2 separate regions of the Mus musculus genome follow, and region 2 is linked to region 1. The links are chromatin contacts, called in public HiChIP or PLAC-seq maps. All regions are on one chromosome and are shown on one strand. The core of a region is the stretch at or near the end of the contact, and the rest is flanking DNA. Distances in the headings are between cores, read along the strand shown.

The links. HiChIP or PLAC-seq counts read pairs in DNA pulled down with a chosen protein or histone mark.
Region 2: an H3K27ac HiChIP or PLAC-seq map of oligodendrocyte precursor cells shows a contact between it and region 1, with 15 times the contacts expected there. The contact joins two enhancer-like sites. A contact is called at or near these places in 8 of 484 Hi-C or Micro-C datasets (the N1E-115 cell line, cardiomyocytes, cerebellar granule neurons and 3 more) and 3 of 115 datasets of contacts at active chromatin or transcription factors (astrocytes, oligodendrocyte precursor cells and stem cell-derived neural progenitor cells).

Annotation. Positions count from the first base shown.
Region 1 is chr17:9,022,305-9,025,411 of GRCm38.p6, forward strand. No RefSeq gene overlaps it. Among named protein-coding and RNA genes, the nearest start is that of 1700010I14Rik, 36 kb to the left of the region's middle. Within about 2 kb of position 1,492, at least 27 of the 459 cell types and tissues checked have an H3K27ac peak or open chromatin away from gene starts, as enhancers often do. A contact at or near this core is called in oligodendrocyte precursor cells, where this site is marked.
Region 2 is chr17:11,074,853-11,078,248 of GRCm38.p6, forward strand. All of the region lies in intron 2 of Prkn (parkin RBR E3 ubiquitin protein ligase), which reads left to right. Among named protein-coding and RNA genes, the nearest start is that of Gm41526, 57 kb to the right of the region's middle. Within about 2 kb of position 1,884, at least 21 of the 459 cell types and tissues checked have an H3K27ac peak or open chromatin away from gene starts, as enhancers often do. A contact at or near this core is called in oligodendrocyte precursor cells, where this site is marked.

The DNA of each region.
Region 1 (3,107 bases), core at 242-2,741:
GCATGCATACGCCATCAAGGGCCTATTTATCTTCATTTTGTTCACTGGTAATTTCACACATAGACACAATGGAATATGATCATATCTACCCTCATTTCCCCCTGTAACTCCCAAAACATCTCCTAATATGTTTGGTAACTTAGTAGGTGAGTGCTGCCCTTATGTGAATGGGTGTGGGCATCTCTACTTGAACACGGAAAACCCACCATAGGCCACACCTACCCAGAATGACTCTCCCTCCCCTACCCCAGCAGCTACCAATTGCCAATAGCATCTCCATAAGGGTGGAGCCAGGAGAAGAAAGGCTTCCTTCTACCTGACTGCTTTCCCACAACTCCATGTCCCTCGGATAGTGACTGGATACTAAGATTTTTCTATTTCCCTAATGAGATGCTACACAATAATAACGTTGTCGAGCCACATAACCACACCAAGGAGCAAACCTCAAAATCTTGGTGAGAGGGAAAGATGCCAGAAAGCAAAGGGAAGCTGCTGCTGGAGCCAACCTGTAGGGAGTGTGTGCAGGGATGCACACGTACTTATGTATATACATAGTGTGTGCATGAGAGAGAATGAATGAATGAGTGAATGAATGAATGAAAAATATTTTATCCTTGTTGGTATTTAGGGTTGGTATCTAGTGGTGAGTGTTAATGACAAAAAATTCTCTTATCTAGGGCATATTTAATTTCTTGTTAAAACCTTTGAAACTAGGTGGTCAATAGACTCAGAAAAATCAAATTAACAAAATGAGCCAGGAAGATTGTTACTGAATTACAAATAATTCTCTGTGGGACTCCAGGAAGGTGGTTGATGAGGGGCCAGATTGAAAGGCTCTGCCACAGCCTTCTTATTTCTGGAACATTCTATTTGAAGTCTGGACGCTGTTATCGGAAACGATAAAGATGCTCTTAGGTGTGTCCATTCAGAATTCTCCCTATTAGCCACAAGGTGTCAGGGCAGCCCACTTTAAAGCATTTTTCAGTGTTCCACTGAGGATCCCCAGAGGTCTGCTTAGGGTGGGAGTCAGACAAGGACCTTTTGAGGTTTCCCACAGAGAACTTCCCCGCGCTGGTGCACGCTGAATGAGGGACTCCTGCCAGGCCTTGTCCTCTGAGAGCAGGCATGCAGGGACCTTCTGTAGGATTTGCATTTTTATTCACCTCCCAGTGCCAGGCGGACGCCCCAGGAAGCATTAGCACAGAGACAGGAAGGCCAAGCTGTCACTTCTCAGGCAATTTTGCCTGTGTATAAAATGAGCGTTTTGAGATCCTGGTATCATAATTTTATCCAGGATGCATGAGCATCTGTACACGAAGGTTTGCAGTGGCTGGGTCGAGAGGCTGCATCCTAATTAATGTCTGTCTTGGACCACTCCAGACCCCGCCCCACTGTTCCAACCGTCTTTCACACCTGCCACTACTGCTGGAGGAGTGGGGTGGACAGCGGAAGGACCTGCAAGAGGACAACACAGGGCCTTATTCTTCCTACTGGCAGGGACCCAGAGAAGCTGGTCCGCTCCACAGACTGTCTTCCTGCCAGCCAGTCCTGTCCCCAAGCAGAAGCTGTGGCCTGGCGGGAGATCATTTTTCTTTAGCACCTGTGTAAGAAGGAGAGGATGTTTGAGGAGAAACAGCAATACTCCACCAAGAGTAAACAAAGGCGAGGGCTGAGCCATAGCTTTTTAACCAACTCCTCAGCCAGCAAGCTTCTGGTAGTGGGACCTGGCTCTAAGAGATCACTGGAAAAAAAAAATCTAGCTCAACTAAGCAGTTGTTCTTTGTGTTGTTGTGAGTCTTTTCATCTCTCTCCCCCCAATATCCTCTCTCTGAGAAATTATGCACATAAAAGATACACACAGCACAATCAATGATTCATGGCTGTGAGCTCTCCTGTGGTTTCCTGGAGATCTCTAGATGTCAAAACAGTACCAGGTTTTTACATGTTTTAGAAAACCAGTTTTAATTTTGCATTTTATTTATATGCGCATACATGGGTGTCTACAGAGGCCAGGAGAGGACAATAGATCCCCTGGAGCTGGGGCTACAGGCTGTTGTAAGCTGCCCTGCAGGTCCTGGGTGCTGGGTACCAATCTTGGTTATATGGGAGAGCAGGATGTGCTCTCAGCCTCAGAGCATCTCTTCCCTCAAAAGGCTGCAAGCTAATGAAAAACAATAACAATAACAGGACCTCCTAAAATATCAGAAAATAAAAATAACTACAGGCAGAATTTTATCGATCCCAAGTGGTCTCGTGACCTCTCTAAGTTGGTGATTTTCTCACCTATGAGAGACTGTGTGGCCTGAAATATCCTGTGTTGGTTTGTATATTCTTGGTCCAGGGAGTGGCACTATCAGGAGGCATGGCCTCGTTGGAGTAGGTGTGTCACTACAGGCATGGACTTAAAGACCTTCATCCTAGCTGCCTGGAAGCCAGTATTCTGCTAGCAGCCTTCAAATGAAGATGTAGAATTCTCAGCTCCTCCTGCACAATGCCTGCCTGGATGCTGCCATACTCCTAACTTGATGATAATGGACTGAACCTCTGAACCTGTAAGCCAGTCCCAGTTAAATGTTGTCCATGTAAGAGTTGCCTTGGTCATGGTGTCTGTTCACAGCAGTACAACCCTAGCTAAGACTTACCCTATGCATCAAGAGAGGTTCTTCTATGTGGAAGAATAAACCATGCAGTTTCTATTGTCTCTATGTTAAAGAACTGCCAAAGGCTACTTTTGAGGACATTTTCCCCTCCACTGTGTGTGTGCATGTGTGTGCATGAATGCACATTTGCATATATGTGTGCACGTGTGGAGGATGATATTGGGAATCATCTTTTATTGTTCTTCCATTGTATTCTTTGAGGCAGGGTGTCTCAGTCAAACCCAGAGCTCATGGATCTGGCTATTCCTGCTAGTTGCTTTGTTAAGATGATCCTCTGTCTCCTTTTGAGCCTGGAGTCACAGGAGAGTCCTCTTGTCTGCCTAGATCCAGATTTTGATTCTCGTCCTTGACTGGCACCTGTTTTAACCATGGAACCATTCCCCCAGTTTCTGTTTGAGAATTTAAAATAAAGGCTGCTCTACCCCTGGAAGATGGTCCCTGAAAGAA
Region 2 (3,396 bases), core at 634-3,133, 2.1 Mb after region 1:
TTGATAACATGCATTAAGGTAATAGAATTCAGGGATGAAATTATTTCATTTGTAAACTAAATCTATTTTAAATTGTCCCACTTTCTCTATTGAATACGAGGCAGAAAGAAGTGAGATAAATTTGGTGTTGAATGCATTTCCACCATGAATGATTGTTTGTGTATGAGAAAATTCTGAATACGACAGCGTAAGTAGCTGATATAATGCATTTCTCCTGTGATTACATGACGGAGGGAAGCCAGGTCAACTGGCATTTTATCCAGAGAACAACAAGATGGTGATTTCCCTGTATACATCCGTGCTTACAGTCATGTAAACTCCATCTCAGTCACGGTGGGACCTGGGCAAGCATCTCTCCTGCCTCTTGCCCTGCTAGTGGAACAGATTGCTAGTCCCATCCTCCCTGAGGGCCACAAGAATCCAGGCCCATACTGTTGGGGCTGATTGGTATCTCTCAGTGGTGGAGTCAGGAATGATAGCATGGAATCTGTTCACAGCAGGCGCCAACTTCAAGAATCCTCTTACTTCTGGGTGATGGTACAATTTAGTACGAAAATGTAGCTCACTTCTCTCATTATGTAATTCAGGCCCACAAAAATATTCTCTCTTTCCTTTTTTAAAGGAATCCTCAACCTTTTGATTCCCCTGTTGGCATGTGAAATGTCTTTGAGAACTGCCACAGATAAAAAATTACTTGAAAAAAGATTTAAGGGTTGAGATTCTCTTAGCTTGTAAGTGGCTGAAGGAGATCCAGAGTTTGTGACTTACCAGGCTCATCTTTGGATTGTTCACCTGGAGCTCAAATCCCAAAGCCATTGTTGCATGAGAGAGACAAACTCAGGAGCAGCCAGCCCTTCCAGCTCTGCACAGAGGAGACCCTATATTAGAGTTTACAATGTCCAGTAGGAAGCCTGTGAAAGGGAGGGAATCGCAGCCAGATCTCTTCATTGTATCCTAGTTCCAAATGCCCATTCCATTGTCTCTACAGTCCTGTACTCTACTTCAACTCCCTCACCTGGTTGTCTCAGTAGTGTTAGAGACATTGTTTAGTAGCACAGTCCTCCTGCTTTAAGGGGGACAGAAGAAGCCAGAGTCTGTGTCCAGGCCTCCAGTACTATTAGGAACCAGATAGTTTCTTGATCCAGATTCTCCCTCTCTGCCTTTCCCTTCTTTCTTTTACTTTTTTTTTTTTTAACCAGGAAATGTTAACAAGCCGGTTAATGTTGTCAGAGAACAAGAGCAGCAAAAACCTGTCCATGAGAAAGCTCTCTGGAATCTCATGATGACATTCAAGTTTACATCTGTCTTTTGTTGTTGTTAAGTCTTGAGTGACAACTTTAGTTAGTTGGGTAACACTACTTTTCTATTTCATTTTCTTTAGATATAAGTTAGATGTCAAAATTAAGATAATTCGGTCTTAACCTTGGAGATGTGCAGGAAAAACAGAATTAAGTCGGAACCAGGGGATTTGGCTCTGCTCTCTGAATGTGCTGGGCCCACCCATTTTTGTTTTATTAAGGACTATGCTGGCTGTTGATCAGAGCACAATCTCCATACACTGTTTAGCAGGAGAAACTCAATTAACAAAAAAAATCAACCTGAGATGAATGGCTGTTGCCATGGCAACCTTTGAACAGCCTGGAAGGATGTGTTTGCTGAGCGGCTTCCTTGGCCACGTGCTAAAGCAGGACACAGACTCATTCAAACAGAACAAATCCATGTGGTACGATAGCTCTAAAAACCCAAATATGCCACCCTGGTATATATACATACACATATACACACACACATTATTACTCAGACACACTCATGTGCGAATGCTGCTCCTGGGAAGACTCCCCTGCCTCTGCAATGTATCAGAAGTTCACTTCACAGCGGGATTTTTGTCACTGAAACCTTCCTATCATTGATCCTGACTGGCTTGCCTTTTCAAGTGTCAGTCAGCTGAGTCTTACTGTACAACCTAATTATGGCCCAGAGCTCTACTCCCTAAATTAATAAAACATTCTGACATAAGAGGCACAAACGAGGATGGCAGGGACCAGTGAAGTTTGTGTTTGGGAACACACTCAAACTCAGTCTCAAACAGACACCATTTGAAAGCTTTGCTTCCTGCTCACTTTCACATCTCTAAGTATTTCAAGGGGAGCAGCATGTTTGTTTGCATCTATGCATAATTCATCAAAACATCGCTCCGAAGGAGAGAAAATCCACGACAAACTTTCTAAGGTATTACCATTGTTACTTAAAACTTGGACACTAAGAACTCCGTCCCCTACAAAAGGAAACGTCTGCTTCCACAATGGAGCGTCCCATGGTCCTCACAGTCAGCTCTCACCCCTACAGAACAGCATTGGTATGTTCACAGTTCTCACAGAAGCCCAAACACCTAAGACGTATTTTATGTGTCAAGTTTGATGATGTCATCCAACATATGCTTATTGCAGTCTATAACACAGAAGTTAAAACTTCTAAAATGTGGCCCACCTCATGAAATCACTTGGTTAGAATTCTGCCAGACTTTCTAATGCTCTTAAAACAAAGTAGGTATGAATCACCCCTGAGGCAGACTGTCTGGAAAGGGCAGGCTCTAAATTTCTTCAGTCTTTCCTCTTTTTTTTTTTTCAATCTATAAAATGGAGATGGCATTAGTGTCTGCATTTTAGAGTTATTCTCAGAACTGGATATAATTTTACCTTGGAAACACTGACATACACAAATGTGGGGCTGTTATTACTTTTAATTTGATATGTAATTCACAAAAAAGAAAAACCTTTGTTACTGATTTATCCTAGAATTATGCTATAAAACATTTGGAAAAAGGAAAGGATTTACTCCTGCCAAATTGCATGCTCCTCCCCACATGGACTAACCTCAGAATAGCATTCTATAGGATATCTGTGGAAGCCTCCTTGATTCCTATCAAATGACAAACTGTTATCACAAGGAAGAGCCTATCTCATCCTAAGGAAGCTGGCATTATAGACTGTCCCCATGTGACATTTTATATGGGGCACAGTTTTCTAAGTGCGTACTGTTCAAAATCTGTTTAATAGGGGGTACACAATAACTTAAAATTGCTCCTAGGAATGTATGAGTTATTCGAACGTAAAATTGAGGCTAAGAGTGGCCACTGGAACAGAAATTGCACATGAGTCCTGCTGAAATGGTTAAATGGAGATGCCACATTTACATAATCTGTCTTTCTCTTGTCGACTTAAAACTAAATGTGTGACTCTTGCTTTCCAGAGTCAGTTAGTAACTTTGCTTGTATTTACTCTGAGTGCTTGAATGGAGATGCTTGGAGCCTTGGATATGTCAATATTTATGAACTGTGTTTGTTGTATAATTTCATGTAATGTTCTTGACTGACATCTGCTCACACAGCGTACAGTG